Regions from separate parts of the Sus scrofa genome. Here region 2 is linked to region 1. A link is a contact called in public Hi-C data. All regions are on one chromosome and are shown on one strand. Each heading gives the region's core, a stretch centred on a gene start, on an enhancer-like site or on the middle of the called end of the contact. The rest is flanking DNA. Distances are from core to core; before and after follow the strand shown.

Region 1 (5,526 bases), core at 1,125-3,624:
CTCTTGGAAAAACCAGACCTGCCAGGCATCCTTTCTGACACGTCCCAGTTTCATCTACTTCATCTTAATTAAGGGCCAGGTGCTCTCATTTTCATTCAAAACATGTTAATCAGAGAAACATGCGGAACCACCCTGTTTTAGCCACATCTCACTGAAATGTATAGTGTACAAAAAAATCCCTCGGGCTAATGAATGTTTGTAAATATTTACTTAAAGCAAATGAAAATTGCGTGTATTTCTAGAGAAATTCATAAAAGAGGGGAGGGAGTGGTTTTTGCAAAAGGAGCTGTGTTGACCTGTTTCACCATGGCGATGCCCTTGGTGCGTAGATGCTAACCTGCCAGGGAGACACTGTGGGTTTATCCCAATGGGTGAGGGCGGGGGATGGGGGGGACTGTGTTTATTCTGTGCTGTAAATTAATTAGGTAGATTATGTTCAGTCTGGTGGTGCACATCCAGGCTCTAAAAGGGTAGTACAGCCCTGGCAAGTGGCCCAGTAGCCTCTGAGATAACAAGGTTTATTGGTTGCGGCCTCACTGTCATGAGCTGTGAGGTGCTTTGTGGCCGCCCTACCGAGGCTGGGCATGGCTGGAACAGCTCCCAAACGCCTTCACAAACACCAGCCCCAGCCTTGGCTGCGTGGGGCCCAGCTGTTTTGAAAAGGCAGATTTTTGTCCTTACTCTTTGTTGGTGAAATATCCCCGTCTAGAAAAATTCACTTCAGTCAATGGAGACAGTCCTTCCTGCCTGCCAGGCACTGGGCTAGGCAGTGGGGATTCGGATATAAAAAAGACGCAGGCCCTGTGCGCCGAGGACTCCCAGCTGAATGGGACAGAGAGGCGCACAGAGTGATTATAGACACCACAGCCACGGATGTGACCAAGGCTGGGAGGCGGGAGGAGAGAAGTACACCGAGGACGCCGCCTCTGGGCTGGGTTTGAATGAAGAGACGTCTCTGGTAGACTTGGGGGGTAAGGACGCTGTGCCCAAGAGGAACAGCAGCACGGCGGGTGGTCATGGCAGGTGGCACATGCGGGGACTCCAGCAGCTCCGGGCTGGGTGTGCACACGGGGCAGGGCTGGGGAGCAGAGGAGGATGTGGTGGGGCAGGGGCTGGATCGTGGGGTCCACGTGTTGTGCCGAGGAGCTGCAGTTCCTTCTCTAGGCAGTGAGGGCGTGATGTCACCCTAATGTCAACGTAGACGACTCTGTAGACCTCTGCCTTCCAGGAGAGGGGTCACACCCCAACCCCATCCTAGCCAAATCATGCTGTCTTGTTATCTGGCTGGTCAAGATGCCGAGCTGTGACGCACTTCCATGTATGCGAACAGGTCGCACTTTCTGAGCAAAACCCCAAGCCGGTTGCTGACCCAAGATTCAGATATGAGTAGGAAACCAGCCCTGTCCACCTGTCCATCAGATGTCCATAGGCTAGGCGGGGAAGGGAGGATGAGTGGGGCTGGACCACTTGTTGTAGAGTGATTATAGCCTGTTGTATGAAGCAGTGGAAGCAAAAGCGATGGGGAGATTCATTCCAAATTCTCCTGGAACCTGCAAGTTCTAGATTCTACCAGACTTTTCTTCTGAACAGTTATTATGGTACTTTATTTAATCTGGCTTCGTTTTTTTGAGTGTAGATAGGGAGACTTTTTTTTGCCCCCCCTTTTCTGAGCCTAGTGATAAACAGATCCCAAATATTACACTTGAAAAACAATTTTTTCTTAAGAGCCTCTATACTGAACAGGATTTCAAATATAATTAGTGCATTTAATTCTTTATCTTGTAGTTCTGTCTTTGCTTAGTTTTACAGGGAAAGGGGCTTGTGGGCCAGTTTATTATTATTATTTTTAAATGGACTTTCCTTCTGACGACTTGGCACATGCAGACTGACAGTTCAATGGTGGCCTTGCTGGGGTGACAGGTGCTTCAACGGTGTGTGTGTGTGTATGCAGACTAGCCTCTGTGGTCGCAAGGCGGGGTGGTGATGGGGGCAGAGCACCGTCTGTCCAGCTACTGCCCTTAGTATCCCCACCCCTGCACCAGGGCCTGCTTCATACGTGTGAAATAGAACAGGTTTATCTCTTTAACTCTCTGCGGTTTATTGTTTCATCTCCCGGGAAGGGAGAAGGAGAGGAAAAAAAATAGTCCTCCTTTAGCAGAAAGCGGGTGTTGTTTGAGAGCCTGACCTCTGTCCCCTGTGTCCTCTGTTCTCTCGGAACATTCCACGTTAATTACACAGTCCACCACTGCCACGGCTTTTCCTTTGGCATCTGCAGCTTTGGAAACCAGATGGATTGTGATTGCAGAGCTGGAAGCAGTGAGAGAGAGAAAGCCACCGCCCTGCAGGGCCGACGGCCTGGAGGCAGCTTGGAGATGGGCAGCCTGAGGGAGAGGCCCAGGGTGGGGTCCCATGAGCTGCGGGTGTTGGGGCTACAGGCAGGAGTGACGCTGCAGGCAACAATCCCCTGCCAATTCTGTCACCAGACACCAGGGCTCCGGTGCTCAGATGCGAAGGGAAAGAATGCATCTTCCCTGGCACCTGGGCTCAGCAACCGGCCAGCCCAGCCCAGTGAGAGGGCAACTCCCAGGGCCTTGCCAAGGTTTGGGCGTGTGTGTGTGTGTGTGTGTGTGTGTGTGTGTGTGAGAATATCGGTAACAAAATCTGCCACATTAACGTTTGTGTAGTCATTGGCATTAATTCCATTCTCAGGGTTGTGCAACCATCACCACTATCTATTTCTGGAATATTTTCATAACCCCAAACAGAAACTCTGTACTGGTTAAGCAATAGCTCCTCACTCCCCTTCCCTCCGCCCCTCGGACCCTCTAGTCCACTTTCTGTCTCTGTGAATTTGCCTGTTCTAGGTGGTTCAGATGCGTGGACTCCCAATATTTGTCTCCTACGCCATTCTTTGTCACCTCCAGGCCCTGGAGCACCCTGTCTGTCCCTCCGCTGCCCCCATGCTGGGCTCCGGGCCTCTCGGTCCTTCCTCCTCATTCTTTGCTGAGGCTGTGCTCCCCACAGGGCCTTTCTTTTTTGAAATCGAAGTACAGCTGATTGACGATATTATATTAGGTTCAGGTGTCTGGCATAGTGATTCAGTATTTTTGCAGATTATACTCCATCATTGGCTATTACAAGATAATGGCTATAATTCCCTGTGCTGTGTACCATATCCTTGCTGCTGATCTCTCTTTCCCTGGGCCCTTTTTGATTCCCCTCAACCAGCCTGCTCTTTCTCTGTCTGGAACATTTGGTTTGAAGCGCCCTTTCAGGTCACGCAGACTGCTCTGTGGGAGCTTATCCGTGTAAGGGTCTTTTCTGCATCTGGGCTCCCCCGATGAACCAGGAGCCCCTGGAGGGGGCGGCAGGACTGGGCAGCGTGGATCTCGGGGCTGTGCTTGTCTAGGTGGGATGTTCCTTGGGGGTTTGTCCCCTGAGGTGTGGTGAGGATGGTATCATTAGAGGGGCTCTGCCTGCCTTTGAACCCAGGCTTCACTTACTCGGTGAGTGGCTTTGCTAAATTCCTTAATGTCTGTAAGGTGCAGGTTCCTCACCTATAAAATGAAGATAATAATAGTGCCTAAGTCACAAGCTCACGACGAGTAAATGAATTCAAGTTAGTGAAGCACCTAGAACATGCTGACATGCGCTGTGTCATACGTGTTGGCCATGATTGTTGTCACCTACGTCACAAAGTCATGAGGAGAAAGTGAGATCATTCATATAAGTTGTTTTAAAAGCGGCTGGCATCTAAAAAGCATTTAGTAAATGTCAGGGACCATTTTGTGTGTGTGCGCATGCGTGCAAGTCTATGTGTATATGTATTTTTACACCAAAGCCAGCTTAGCTCTGAGACCCATCCCGGGGGCTGCCTCTAACTTGAAGTTGCCACTCTTCTGATAAAAGGGGATTGAACCACCTCGGGGGCAGATAAAAACACACCTGCCAGCATCTCCTGTTCTTTTGAAGACAAGAACAGAGAACATGGAAGCGCCAGAAGGTGGATGCTAAGGGAAGGGCTCAGGAGTGTGGTGAGGTGTCAATCAGTACAGCCTCAACCAGGAGGTGTCATCCGAGTTCATAGCAGTCTTAGCCTTTTAGCCTTAAAAAAAATTTTTTTGGAAACAAATCATGCGAATTTGCATTCCTTCTAAACCTCAGGCAAAAGATCCTCACACTCCATCTCCGTTTGGAAGACCGAGTGGGCTTTACCATTCATGCGAGTGCATATAGTTTCAATCAAGCATCTCATTTCTTTAAACCCACAAAAGAAAAGTTATCTTCGGTGGAAACCAAGCTTTAAAAACTGTCTCTGCGCTCTGATTTTAATTGCCGGTTAAGAGAGACCTAAACCCTGCTTGTTAAATAGCTGTGTGAGTTGTTAGCAGGGCATGGAGGAGGGCTGGGGTTAGAAATGGCCTCCTTGCAAATTTCTCTCTCTTCCCGAAGAAAAGAGGACACAGAACTAGCTGGGAAATTGAACCTCAGCTTCCCCAAGGCAGAAGAAACGTGTGTGTACATGTGTGCATGTACACGTGTGTGCATGTATGTTGGGGGGGGCACTCTGGGAACAGAGCATGGTTTCCGGGGCTCACAGGGCCACGTGTGTCCCTTCGCACTGGATGTGGGCTGGTACCATGCCAGGGGGATCCTCCAGTCCCAGCAGGTACCCTCTACAACTATGTTGAAATGACATGATTTTTTCTTTTTCTAAATTGAAGTATGGTTGTTTTACAATATCATCTTTGTTTCGGGTGTACAGCATACTTTTCAGATTCTTTTCCATTACAGGTTATTACGAGATAGTGAATATAGCTCCCCATGCTTTACAGTAAATCCCTATCACCTATCCATTTTATTTAGAGTAGTTTGTATCTGTTAATCCCATACCCTTAATGTATTCCTCCTTCCCCTCCCTTTCCCCTTTGGTAATCATACATTTTCTATGTCTAGGAGTCTCTCATTTTTTTTTTCATTTTTTAAATTAGTTGATTTACAGTATTGTGCCAATTTCTGTTGTACAGCACAGACCCCCAGTCATACATAAATATACGCAGTCTCTTCTGTTATCTTCCATCATGTACTATCACAAGAGACTGGATATAGTTCCCTGTGCTGTACAGCGGGACCTCATTGCTTATCCATTCTAAATGTAATAGTTTGCATCTACTAACCCCAAATTCCCCATCCATCACACTCCTTCTCTCTTCCTCCTTGGCAACCACAAGTCTGTTGTGTCTGTGAATCTGCTTCTGTTTTATAGATAGGCTCACGTGTGCCACATTTTAGATTCCACATATAAGTGATGTCATACAATATGTCTTTCTCTGACTTATTTTACTTAGTATGATAATCTCTAGGTCCATCCATGTTGCTGCAAATGGCGGTATTCTTTTTATGGCTGAGTAATAGTTCATTGCATATCTACCACATCTTCTTAAGCAAGTTGTTGATGGACACTTCGAGTTGTTTCCATGTCTTGCCTATTTAAATAATGCAGCTGTGAACTTCGGGGTGCAAGTA
Region 2 (5,430 bases), core at 2,366-4,865, 220 kb after region 1:
GAAGGTTCTGGATAGAGCTTTCTGTTTTTTTCCTGTAGCATCAGCTTCCCAACCTTCATGACTTAACTACCAAGGGGGCTTTCTTGTCTATGGTCCCAGCTGCCCCATATTTCATTTCTTTTTGCTTTTTAGGGCTGCACCTGCAACATATGGAATCTCCCAGGGATCAAATAGGAGCTGCAGCTGTCGGCCTACACCCAGCTGTGTCTGTGACCTACACCATAGCTCATGGCAACACCACATCCTTCACCCGCTGAGTGGGGCCAGGGATTGAACCCACATCCTCATGGATCTAGTTGGGTTCATAACCCGCTGAGCTACAATGGGAATTCCCTGCCCCATCCTTCTTGAGAGCACCTGATGCAGGGTCTTGGAGAAGAATCTAGATGGGAACTCCTCTTGTGTTTGTAGTTGTTCTTGGACCCACAATGCCCATGCTAGCCCATGCTCAATCTCCAGTAAGTTACTTGCAATTTGAGCAGAATTCTCACACCTGGTATGTCTTCCTCCCATGATATACCTCGGATGCACCAAGGTCCATTAAACATCTCTTCTCTGAAGTCCCCATCTTTTCTTCAATTTCAGGCTACATGGTTCCCCTGAAATCTCAGCTCTTTGATGGGTTCAAGAAAAGTTATAATTTTGAGGTTTGGCTGGCTTTTTGCTGTTTGTAGGGCAGGGGTAATATTCTTTTCAGCTTCTCAGCACAACTCAGTGGTCTCAGCCCCTCTGGAGCTTTAGGTTCCTGCTCCTCCCTCATCAGCATATTCCTTGGGTCAGAGGCTATGTCTAGTTATTGATGGTACTCTCCATCCTTGCCATGAAGTGAGCATCACTAAGTGTTTGTGGAGGGAAATGGGCTCTGAAAGTGGCAGATAGTGAGGCAGCCGGAGTTTTTGGCAAAGGGAGGAGGCTCAGGAAGGACCAAGGCTCTTGCAAAATTGTACTTGGGAAATTTTGTGCCCCAGATTCCTGTATCTGTGCCCATTTACACTTAGCCTTCCTCATCACACCCTTCTCCAAAATTAGGGTCTACTTAGATGCCTGAACGCTCAGAACAGAATACATGCCTCTTACTCAGATCCTCTTCCAAAGTGTAGAGAACCCGGAGAATTCTGAAGTATTCATTCACCAAAGCATGTATCAAGATCCTTCTTTGTGCCAGGCACTTTTAGATGCCTCTCGATCCTGAGTCCATGCTTGAGGCTCTAAGTGATTCCACCTGAGTCTCCATGTGCATCGGTATAATGTAACTCCTGTGATCAACAGCCTCAACATTGCAGAGCCTTAGTGCAAAGACATTCATAGTCCAATAGAGAGAGGCATTGCTGGGCAGCCTTCCATGATCCTGGCTTTTTCTACCTTGAACTCTTCTTTCTGCTAGAGCTTCTTCATTCAGCTGGCAGATGATTAATGAGACCACAGAGAAAACACCCTTCTTAACCATAACCATGCAGAAGTCAAATATGTTCATTCTATTTTCAACTTGTTGATGACAGTTAGTCACATCGTCTGCTCAGATGCAAGGGAGACTGAGAAATATCATCTAACAGAGACTATATTTGCTTTGTAGCAACCATTCTATACTCTAGAAGGGGAACATAAATTTTGGGTGATGTTTGCCATGTCTGCCACAGTTTTAGAGAGAGTAGATGGACAATGATGCTGATCAATTGATTCCAGCAAGGATTAAATCTTGAAACGTCTCCACAGAAGTAGTTCACAACCATTCTGAGCTAGGCAATATTGGGACTATGACCTTGGAAGGTTTAGAGTGTGAGATGGGGAGATTTGGGGTGTGGGCAGGAAGATACCTGAGGCGTCAGCTGAGGAGACTGGGGAATAAGAGCTGACCACTTCCTAGACTTTGACTGGGGCATGTGCTAGTTTGCCATATGAGGTGCAAGTTCTTCTACCTGGAATTAGAGATTCTTCATGATCTTGCCCTGAGAAACTTAACTAGGCGCCTTCCACTACTCCTCTGCTTATCCTCTATGCTTGGATTACATTGTACCCTGCCATCCTCCTTACAGACCAAATAGATATTCATTCATTCATCCTTTGTTAAACACTGCCACTCTCTAGGAAGGAGCACAAGAATGAATAAGTTGTCTTGTGCTCTGACTTTTTCAAAATGAGCCTCTGCTGGGAACTTGAAATGCTGATACCAGATAACTTCCTTCCTTGGGGAACTATCTCTTCATCGTCCTGCCTTTCTCTGAGTCAATACTTACTGTAGACTCTCTGGTCTGGTTCTGGCACCTACATGATGCAACAGCCTCTTCCACATCTTTCCCACAATAGCCATTTAGTGTTGGCTAGATGTATGCCAAGGTCAGAGGCTTCACTACCTCCTGAGACACCTGATAGAAAGAACTAAGCCCTGTTTCCCTTTGAGTGCTACCTTAGGGCCACAGAGTACAAATTGCCCCTTTGTCCACAGGGGAGATCTTCAAAGATTGATTGGGTCTTCCTTTTTGAAAGGCTTCTCACCAGACAGCATCTTCTTGCTCTGAGACCTCACTCGGATCCAGTTTTTTCAAGTACACATTAGAGGTCTTCCAGTTCCCTGGTCCCCAAATCACTTGCCCATTGCTGTCCTCATATGCATCTGTTCATGGATCCCTGACCATGTGCCAACTAATAGCAATGCATGGCATTAAACATAGGCTGACTCTATCAGATAAATCCAACATTGAGTAGGAGAAGACGGTGCAAGATGCCTTACAGAGACTTTGTCCTCCCTCTTTTGAGAAACTTCAGAACAATCTTGCACACATTTGGGCATATTCAGAGATGGGCTTGCAAAAAGTTAAATTAAGTGTTCTAGAAGTTTTAAATTTACTTTCTTCTCTTTTACTTATCAGTTTGAGCATTCTCCAAATGACATTCTTTTGGGGGGAAAATAGTCTGAAACTTCATGAAATATATGTTTAAGCTATAGTAGGTAATAAAAATATGGCATCTGCATAGTCAATTATAATTTCCATGAGAAGATGGGTGTGAGCAGAGTTCTAGAAGCCTTTTGCTTTGCCTTTGTGTCTCTCTTGAGTAATTTCCTCTCACATCCTTCTGTCCCTAGGCCTAGAAACCTGGTAAATAAGCAAGCCCCGGAGAAATCCAGAGAGCCAGCAACATCCTGGAAATTTGAGGCCATGAGGTTAAGCACAAAAATGCTCTCTTTCCAGGAAGGAATGATTGAATCAGAGCAATGACCTTGGCATCCAATTAGTCCTTGTCCAACTTTTCCCACTCTTTTCCTCTCTGCCCCCTCCCCTTGTGCCCTCAGCTGGGGAGAGGGGGCTGGGACTGCACCCAGCTCTCTTGCATAAGCCATTCCTGTCTTTGGCATGTGCCCCAGGACTTTCTGCATCCACAAAGCAGGGCTGAGTCAAGCTTCCTCTCCAGCTCCGAGAAGAATGCCTGTCAGGAAGCTCAATTATTTCGAGAATGTGAAATACAGTATTTTAATGGAGTCATTTTCCATGTCGCTGTAGAAAAAGGATGTTGCATTTGTTGTTGGTCTATCTGCAAATGAGTCTTATTCACACCAGAGAGCTTTCCTGATTTCGACACAACCAACTCTGGGTACTTTTCTCTGCCACCAAGAGATTTTGGCTGTGGCTTTCTCTCCACAGGTGCAGTGCACTGAGACGGGCTGTTGAAATGTAGGAGGTGTTCTTAGGAAAAGGGACTGACTTTGGAACTAATCCTGTGATTACAGTGCCAACCTTAAAGCAAAACATCAAGCAGGGCGTTGGCATTTATTTCTAGATACTGTGCCTGGTCCTAAAATGAAACCATGATGCTAGCAGCAGGGCAGGAGAAACCAGTGCCTCTTGTGCTATTTGGCTGCTAACCATATGGATAAATTTTCCAACATTTTACTTTTGGTTGATGTTCTTCCCATAATAAACACCAAACCAGTCAGTACCAATAGACGGTTTTTGGCAATAGAGTCAAATTCCATTAGTCAAATGCCTCACTTTTCTTTATTTAGGATGGTCTGTTGGAGCCTCTTCTTTGTTGGAATAGTTTTATATGTATCACAGTAAAGATGATGAAAATAAATAATTAAAATAACAAAGTTGAAAGTATAAGTCATATTGCTGGGCTACGGAGCTCCAAATGCTTCACTACTCTCACACACACACACACACACACACACACACACACAATCCTTGTGTAGCAGTCATTTTCCAGATAAAACTGAGCTACACAAACATACTTTGGGTATGTGTGATTTCACTTAAAACACGCGCCCTGGATCAGAGACCTATTGCAAAATCCAGTCAATTCAGGGAAATGAATAATCCTTACTCTTGGATCACTTTGAGAGGGTTCAGGCTTATTCAAAGCCAGAAAAAGAAATGTTTTTTAGAACCAAAGCTTCCTGTGCTGTGTGGAGCTCTAGTATGACTTCACTGAGGGGAAGTAAAGGCAGAGGAAGGGAATGTCCTGGGAAGAGGCCAAGTGACCAGACCAAGGCTTAGAGATCTCTGAGATGCACCTACGTAGGTCTGGCCTGCCCTGCTCAGCAGTTTGCCTGCCCCTCCCCCTGGGGGGCGGGGAGTGGAGGAGAGAAGGGCAAGTGTCCTTGTTTGGATGTATGTTTTGCGGATGAGGGATAGGTTGTTAACATTTTTTTGACTTTGAAAATGCTCTTGACTGCCTGCTGCACCAAACTTGCTTTACTAGCTTAGAAGACAAATATGACTACATCTGTTCGCAATGTTCCTGCCAACCACTGTTGCCACCCCCACAGCCAAATTCACGGGAAGTCCTGTCCCTTTCCTGGTAACAACCAGGAATTCTCAAGTGCTTTCAGAGTAGAAAGAAGGACAAACCACCAGGGTTCTGCCTGAGAAGATCCCTCTGCTCCTCCCCAGGCTTACATGCCCACCACCAATGAAAAGGTGCTGGGAGGGGGATGGAGTCTCTACACCTAGGGGAGAGCAAGGATCCATTGCTTTCCCAACCCTACACCCAAGTTTCCCGCCCAGGAGGAGGTTGGAAAAAAGGGGATAGAGCTACTCGGTTCTTTCCTGCTAGCTGGTCCCAGACCCAATCAGCTCAGGCCAAGTTTATAAACATGTGGCTCTTCCAAAGGATGAAGTCAAGGATGCTTTGGGGCTCTTCCTCCCAGGAGATTCCTTGACTCTCCAAGTTTACCAGCCCCTTCCTAGAGGAGGGCAGTGGGATGAAATCTCCACATCTGTGAATAATTCTAGGTTTAACCCCTCCCTACTGCCAAGTTGAATTATATGTCCATGGTACAAAGGTTTTGCAAGACACAAGGAGGCTGTGATATTTAATTGTGTCATTTGCTAGAGAGCTTGAGACTTGAGGCAGGAACTAGGAAGTCTCAACATGTATTCCTAAGAAGTCTACTTCCACCTGAGACGTCTGCCCCAAGTAGAGAAGACACCT

What was found. Hi-C and Micro-C count contacts between places; a contact is called where the count stands out from the background.
Region 2: a Hi-C map of liver shows a contact between it and region 1, with 2.6 times the contacts expected there. The contact joins two enhancer-like sites. A contact is called at or near these places in 3 of 47 Hi-C or Micro-C datasets (embryonic fibroblasts, fibroblasts and liver).

Annotation. Positions count from the first base shown.
Region 1 is chr13:132,090,504-132,096,029 of Sscrofa11.1, reverse strand. The region is part of intron 3 of XXYLT1 (xyloside xylosyltransferase 1); the gene reads left to right. Among named protein-coding and RNA genes, the nearest start is that of XXYLT1, 180 kb to the left of the region's middle. Within about 2 kb of position 2,374, at least 19 of the 83 cell types and tissues checked have an H3K27ac peak or open chromatin away from gene starts, as enhancers often do. A contact at or near this core is called in liver, where this site is marked.
Region 2 is chr13:131,874,201-131,879,630 of Sscrofa11.1, reverse strand. No RefSeq gene overlaps it. Among named protein-coding and RNA genes, the nearest start is that of FAM43A, 210 kb to the right of the region's middle. Within about 2 kb of position 3,615, at least 17 of the 83 cell types and tissues checked have an H3K27ac peak or open chromatin away from gene starts, as enhancers often do. A contact at or near this core is called in liver, where this site is marked.